Regions from separate parts of the Sus scrofa genome. Here region 1 is linked to region 2. A link is a contact called in public HiChIP or PLAC-seq data. All regions are on one chromosome and are shown on one strand. Each heading gives the region's core, a stretch centred on a gene start, on an enhancer-like site or on the middle of the called end of the contact. The rest is flanking DNA. Distances are from core to core; before and after follow the strand shown. Region 1 holds the start of MRPL58 (mitochondrial ribosomal protein L58). Region 2 holds the start of LLGL2 (lethal(2) giant larvae protein homolog 2).

Region 1 (3,482 bases), core at 411-2,910, 420 kb before region 2:
GCCACCAGATGGCCCGAGCAGGCTGCATTTATTTGGGGCCATGGAAACCTGCAGCTTCCTTTTCCTTCCACTCTGGGTCAGGTGCAGAGCTGGAGCCCAGGCTCAGAGCAAAGATGCCATGAAATGGTGCTCATTTTATTATTTATAATCCCTGAGCTGTCGACCTGGGCCAGTCCCTGGCTTTGCTCCCCTGAGCAGCTTTTTCCAGTCACCATGGAGACGCCTCTGTTCCCTCTGAGGTCTTGAGACTAAGTCGGGCAGGGAGGGTCCCCGGAGACTCCCCTTTCAGCCTAGAGACCAAAAGGCGCATGTCAATTGCCATTCCCTTCCTAGTTTGGGTTTACAAAGCCCCAGCTCCACAAGCATTTTTTCCCTCCTCCAGAATTTGCCTGTATCAATGAGGCTAAGACGGTAAAGCCTGGACTTGATGACAATCTCCTATTTCAAACAGCCAGCATTCCCAGGGGCATGTTTTTCTAGGTAATTATGCTTTTCCTAAAAATAGAACCTGCCATTAAGAAACAGCCACCAGTGTTACTAATAATCACTAATGTTCATTGAGCTGTTTCTATTTGCCAAACCGCCTCTCAGCAAAGCAACTTAGCTAACGCTTAACTGTTTCCAAACATTGCTCTATTTTGAACCTTTCTCAGAGTTAGAACCTCTCAGTTTTGAAGTTCATTTCTTCCTCTCTTTTCTTTTCTTTTTTTTTTTTTTTTTTCCACACCCGCGGCATGGGGAATTTCCAGCCAAGAATCAAACGCATGCTACAGCAGTGACCCCAGCCACTGCAGTGACAACACAGGATCCTTAACCCGCTGAGCCGCAAGAGAACTCCTGGTTTTCCTAACAGCCCTGTAAAAAGAATCTCTACCTACTTCCCCATTCTCCCCTTTTCTCCTGGCTAGGAGAAACTGCATCATGCTCCACAAAGCGGGGGTGGGGCTTCACTTTTTTAAATACGTCTTTTTCAACCCGCCCACCTCTCTCCTTCCATCGGGTATTTGCCTTCACACAGGTGTTCAGCAGGGATTTGCTTATAGGTTGCCTTGTGAATGAGCCTGAAGTCATAAACTCAGCTCTAGCGGAACTCAACTTTCAAAAACGCATTTCCTCTTATCAATATTTATTGAGCACCTATGATATGCCAGGTTCTGGATACTGGGGATCCAGCGGTGAGCCAGTGCCCTCCTGGTGGTTATTCTTGCTGGGAAACAGGCAATAGAAAAGTTTGAGCGATGTGAAAGGAAAACAAAAAACAAAAAACGTGGAAAAGAGTAAAGGCGATGGAGATGAACTAGGGCAGGCCCCGCCGATGCTGCGAGATTTGAGGGGAAGAGCGGTCCAGGAGGGCACAGACTGAAAAGGAGAGAAGCGGTGTTTCTGGGGGACACGACATCCGGGGGCTCTTTGCACCAGGAGGCGCCCTTGAGAGCTCGCTGTCTGGCCAACGTTTTTCCCACCGCGGCAGGTGCCCTCAGATCACCAACCAGGCCTCCCGGAGGCGGCCGATGGGAAGCCTCTAATATGCTCCGCGTGAGACCAACGCCGGGATGGATCTGAGCTCGCCTTCTTCCGACCGCAGAAGATCAAGGCCACGCGGAACCAAAGTCCCGAGGAAAGCGCGAGCCCGCGGACCGCGGAAGGAAGCGCCCACCGGAAGCGGCCCAGAGATCCCAACATGGCGGCCGCCCGGTGCCTGCGCTGGGGCCTGAACCGAGCCGGAGCCTGGCTGCTGCCGTCGCCCACGCGCTATCCCCGCCGCGCTCTGCACAAACAGGTAGAGGGCACCGAATTCCAGAGCATCTACAGCCTGGACAAGCTCTACCCCGAGTCGCGGGGCTCGGACACCGCCTGGAGGCTCCCGGTGAGCCGGGAGGGCAGGGCGGAAGGGGTGTTTCCTCGACTCCGCTGGTGAAGGCAGGAAGCCGGGGCCGGATTGGCCCGGCGTGCAGCTAATCCTAGGGGCTGATGCACGCAAATGTGGCGGTCGCGGCGGGAGGAGGCTGGTTGCCCTAGCAACCGGGAACTGGGCTGGCTTGGGCGGGTGGCGGCGTCGCGCGTTGCTCGAGGTGTGCCGGCCCGGGGAGAGTGCACGGGGTGTGCTTCTTATGAGACTTTAGCTTTTCTGGTTTCATTCCCCGTCCCTCAGGCGCAAATTCTTGTCTCAAGGCAAAATTGACCTCCACAGTGGACAATTAAGGCAGGAAGCTGCCAAGTTGCTCTCTTTTGGAACCTTCTGGCAAATTATACTGTCCTTAGCCTCTAGGAACCCCAGCACGCCTGAGAAAACAGAGCTTCAAGTTGGTTTCCTCAGGATGCCTTTATTGACAGCCTGCTGTATGCAGGTGCTGCAGCAGGGCCCAGAGCAGGAGAGATGGGACCCACTCATTCTACCGAGTTTTCACCCACAGGACTGAAAGAGAGCAGTTCATTCATTCCTTTGTTCATTCACTCATTCAACAAACGTCTGTTGAAAGCATGTTGTGTACTCCGTGCTAGGCATGGGGTAGAACAAAACACAAAAATTCTAATGCAGGAGTTGTCTTGTTGATGCAGCAGGTTAAGGATTCCACGTTGTCACTGCAGTGGCTTGGTCACTGCTGTGGTGCAGGTTCAGTTCGTGGTCCAGGAACCTCCACAAGCTATGGTCTTGGCCCCCAAAAAAGAAAAAAAAATACTAGTGCAGTGCTAGTTGACTTATCTGCTTAATGGAGGGAGACAGGCCACAAATAGAGTCAGTAATACGAAGTATGTGAGATGGTGATAAGTACTTTAGAGAACATAAAGCCTGGAAGGAAGAAGGAGGTAGGGGTATGCAGTGTTGCAGTTTTAAGTAGGATGGTCTGTGAAGGTGACATTTGCGTAAGAACCTGGAAGAAGCAAGGCTGCAAGCTATGAGAAGAGTGAGAAGAGGAGCATTCTGTGGAGGGAACAGCAGGTGCCACCACCCCTTTGCAGTAGCATGTTCCACTGGTTCAAGGAACAGCAGTCAGGCCAATGCAGCTGAGCAGGGCAGTCGGAGGAGATGAAGCGAAAGAGAAGAGGGCGGGGAGGAGGCCTGTTTATAGGGCTTACAGGCCTTTTTCGCTTTCCTCGGAATGTGATGGGGACCTCTTGGAGGGTTTGAGACCAAAGAGTGAGTGATCCAACTTAGTTGACAAAGATCACTCTTCTAGAGAATGGACTGCGAATGGCAGGAAGAGGATGACCGGTGAGGAGACTGCACCAATACAGGCAAGAGTTGATGAACAGGGTGGAAGCAATAGGAGCCGTGGGAAATGGTCAGGCTCTAGATAAATTCAGAAGGGAAAGGCTGCAGGGTTTGCTACTGGATTCTCTGTGAGACGTGAGACTAAGAGAGGAATTGAGGGCTGAAGCCTTGAGCAATGGAAGGGTTGAGTTGCCATGAAGTGAGATGAGAAAGTGGCAATAACTTTCACTCATTTGTCTGTTCATTCATTCAGCAAAAGGGTTCTCGT
Region 2 (3,865 bases), core at 607-3,106:
ACTGCTGTGTGAGAGCTTCCCTTCCCTGGGAGCTTCAGAGGGCTGGGTTCTTTTTTTTTTTTTTTTTGGGGGGGTCTTTTTGCCTTTTCTAGGGCCGCACCCACGGCATATGGAGGTTCCCAGGCTAGGGGTCTAATCGGAGCTGTAGCTGCCAGCCTACACCAGAGCCACAGCAACGCCGGATCCTTAACCCACTGAGCAAAGCCAGGGATCGAACCGCAACCTCATGATTCCTAGTCAGATTCATTAACCACTGCGCCACGATGGGAACTCTGAGGGCTGGATTCTCAAATCTTATGGGCAGCCCCTGTTCAGGTCTCAGTCTCACCTTGATTCTTGCAGATTTGATGAGCCAGTCCCAGACCTCTGCACCCTCAAGCGGTTGTCCTACCAGAGCGGGGATGTTCCTCTGATCTTTGCCCTGGTGGATCACGGAGACATCTCCTTCTACAGCGTCAGGGACTTCACGCTGCCCAAGGATGTGGAACACTGACCACGCAGCTCTGGCAGGGCCTGGGGTCTGCTCTGGGGGACCTGGACTGTCTACTCTCAGGGACCATCTCAGTTGCCTCCTACACCCAGACTCTGATCTGTAGCTTCAGGGGCTAGTCTGGGCCTTGGCCCCGGGTGTCTGGCGCTTGCAGGAGAGCAAAGCCTTGCCCCCTGCCTGGCTGCTGCAGCGCTTCCAAGCCCCACGTCTGAGAGTGCTGCTTTGCAGTGATCCCCTGCAAACTCAGGACTAGATTTCAGAGACCCAGCCAGGTGGGGCAGAAGAGAGGACTCTGTGCCTTTAATTGAGAGGGTGCCTGCTTCAAGCGATACAGCCAAAGCCATTAAAAAAAAAAAAAAAATCCCCTTTTCTGCTGTGACTGAGTATACTGGATGAGGCCTCCCTATCCCCACCATCCCACTGTCCGAGGATGGGGCCCCCAGGCCCTCACCCCTGCTTTGCCCACCCACAGAGAGCGCTGCTTTCTCGCGGGCAAGAGCTAAGAGGGCAGGAATGCGACCCCTCGCCTATCTGAGGGAAGTCCCAGACCTGTAGTTAGCTTGGCTTTCAGAAGGGTAGCCCAAGGAGGGAAGCTGGCACCCATTGGTCCTCCCCTAAACGCAGCGGAGGTCCGGGTGGAGGAATGGCCCGAACCCTAGTCGTTGGGAGCTGTGTGGTGCAGCGCGCCATGCACGCCCAGACCTCTGCTCCCGGCCTTCGTCATGCTAAAAACTCCGGTCACAGTTGCTGGCCCTCGGGGCCTCTGGTGACAACGACTTGTAGGAGGGTACAGGCTTGGGGCCCACCCAGAGAGGAGGCGCCTCTTGGCGACGCCTCTCTCCCCAAGCCACCTGGCTCTTGGGTCCCGAAACTTGGCCCTGTGTCAGACGTCACCCTCTGATTGGGCTGGGCGCTTTCAGGAAGAGCCAGCCAGGCTATGCCCCTCCCTCGGGGCCGCTCCGGACCGGGTTGTGGGAGGGACCTCCCCCTTTATGGAGTTGGGCCTGGAAGGTGGCCCGGAGCCACTTCGCGTTCCGGGAACTATTTTCCTCCCCGGGAGGCGGCGGGACACTGGGCGCGGCGTGCCGTCCTGCGGCCAGGTGCGCGCAGGTGAGGTCAGGGGCGGGCCGGCAGTGCCTCGTGCATATTCACACGGGTCGCAGCCCCGCCCCCGCGCTCCCGGGAGCCGCGGATTGGCCAGGGCGCGGTCCCCGCCCCTCGAGGGCGCACTCCTTGCGCCCCCGCCTCGACGGCGCAGGGCTTCAGGAGGCGGGGCCAGGCTCGGGGGGCGGGCTGCTGGGGCCCGACGCTCTCTCTGGGTTCCGCCCGCCGGGCCGGCTCGCCCTTTATGTAAATAGAGGCGGCTCCGCCCCCAGCTCGCCGCGCCGGAGGTGAGCAGGAAGGAGACGGCCGCCCAGCAGCCCGTGGGCCGGCGGCAGGGTGAACAGAGCCGGCGGCGGGCGCTGAGGAACGCGGAGGCCTCCGGCGGGAGCCGGCCTGGGGTTCCAGGTGAGGTGCGAGCCGGGACCTAATGAGCAGGGCCCGCCCCCTCGGGGCTCCCGCCACTCTGGGCGAGGAGGCAGGGGAGGGCCAGGACCCTTGGCTTCCCTGTGCCGGGTGGGGAGGGCTGCGCCCAAGTCCGCTCGCCTCGCCCAGGATCCCGTCGTTCCGCTCGACGAGGAGAAAGACACCTGTAGGAAGTGCCGCTGGGAACTTTTCTGTGACTGATCTGCCCGCGATTACGGAATTTGGGTTTCGGGTTTGCACAACAGCGTTGGCTTTGGGGAGCAGGGAAACAGGTGCTCGGCCCGGCTGGGTGCGAGGGTCACTGCGGGCGGAGACGGAGTCCCCCGGTCTCCGGCCCAACGTGCAAGGCGCCTGGCCGCGGAGGCCAGCGACACGCGTCTCCGGTGGCCCTCTCTCCACGAGCGGGGGCCGGAGCGCCTTACGTCGGCGGCTTAGCCCCTGCTCCTGCCATCTGGGCCCTCTCCCTGCCGGCCCTTTGTGCCTCCTAATCCCTGGACGCAGGAAGCCCGCGGGAGGGACTTGGGTCTTGGGGCCTTTCTCCACCTCAGGTGGCTTTGGATGCCTTTAGGGGACTTGACGGAGGCCCAGTCTCTTTTCCACGACCATGGGGGTGGGGTTGCGCTGTGGGACGTTGGGACTTAGCGAGGAGTGAAAAATTCTGTCTTGCCAAAGAAAGCGTGCAAAGTTTGCTCTGGTTTGTTCGGTCTGGACGGTTCACAGTCACACGGAGCTTTGGCTGTGGGAAGAACCTGCGGTAACCAAGAGAGCCGTTGTGCGGCCCCCTGAGGCTCTCACCTGAGACAGGTGAGCTTTGAGAGAGGTGGGCGGGGCATAGATCAGCGCCATTCCCGCGGGGATCCTTGTGCCAGATGCAGGGCGACTTAACCTGGGCTCCGGGGATCTTCTGCAGAGTTTACAACTCAAGGTCCGGTCAGGCTGCAGAGGGGGCTCTGAGCAGGGAGGGGAGGAGGGAGGGAATGAGTGTGTCGGGGAGACGGGAAACCCCAGGTGGGAGGAACAGAGCAGCGGGGCCGAAGAGCTGGCCCAGCACAGGGGAAGCCAAGGTCAGGAGTGGCATCTGAGGAAGACTGTCTGGGTCTTTGTGAACTGAAGCATGGGAATGGTCCTGGAAGAGACGGTCCCGCTTCTCTATTGCATGGGAATTCGAGTTTGGGTTTTCTTAAACCATCTGCCCACAGTGCTGACTTACGGCAGTCAGGACTCAGAGCCAGCTCTGGGGGCTCTGACCAGTGCTCGCTCCCACCCTCTGAAGTTAGACTGGGCCAATCTCGTGGGGGCCGCTGGACAATGTCTCCAAGGTCTGGGGTCGTCCTGCATCCCTAGTCTTCCCTGAGACAATGGAGTAGCCCCTTTAGCAGCAGCTTAATATAATTTTAATAACTTACTACGCAGTAACATTTTAATGCACAATAGTATTAAAAGAAAAAAAAGGGCCCTCGACCCACATGACCCCCCCCCTTGGTTTAAAAAGGGGGGGCAGAGTTCCCGTTGTGGCTCAGCAGGTTAGGAACCCGACATGTTGTCCGTGAGAATGCCGGTTTGATTCCTGCCCTCGCTCAGTGGGTTAAGGTTTGGTGTTGGAGATCTCGTTGTGGCTCAGTGGAAACAACCCAACTAGTATCCACAAGGACACAGGTTCAATCCCTGGCCCTGCTCAGTGGGTTAAAGAATCCGGCGTTGCCACCAGCTATGGTGTAGGTCACAGACATGGCTCAGATCTTGCTGTGGCTGTGGTGCAGGCCGGCAGCTGCAGCTCTGATTCAGCCCCTAGCCCGGGAACTTCCACATGCCACAGGTGCGGCCCTAAAAAACAAAACAACAAACAAA

What was found. HiChIP or PLAC-seq counts read pairs in DNA pulled down with a chosen protein or histone mark.
Region 1: a contact with region 2 is called in an H3K27ac HiChIP or PLAC-seq map of alveolar macrophages. The contact joins the promoter of MRPL58 here to the promoter of LLGL2 in region 2. A contact is called at or near these places in 1 of 5 promoter capture datasets (liver) and 1 of 2 datasets of contacts at active chromatin or transcription factors (alveolar macrophages).

Annotation. Positions count from the first base shown.
Region 1 is chr12:6,264,043-6,267,524 of Sscrofa11.1, reverse strand. It overlaps MRPL58 (mitochondrial ribosomal protein L58), which reads left to right and starts at 1,660. Exons shown (of 6, transcript NM_001244295.1): 1 at 1,660-1,867. The coding sequence starts at 1,682.
Region 2 is chr12:5,844,156-5,848,020 of Sscrofa11.1, reverse strand. It overlaps LLGL2 (lethal(2) giant larvae protein homolog 2), which reads left to right and starts at 1,856. Exons shown (of 25, transcript XR_002336991.1): 1 at 1,856-1,999. It overlaps TSEN54 (tRNA-splicing endonuclease subunit Sen54), which reads left to right. Exons shown (of 12, transcript XM_021066651.1): 12 at 343-851. The coding sequence ends at 493.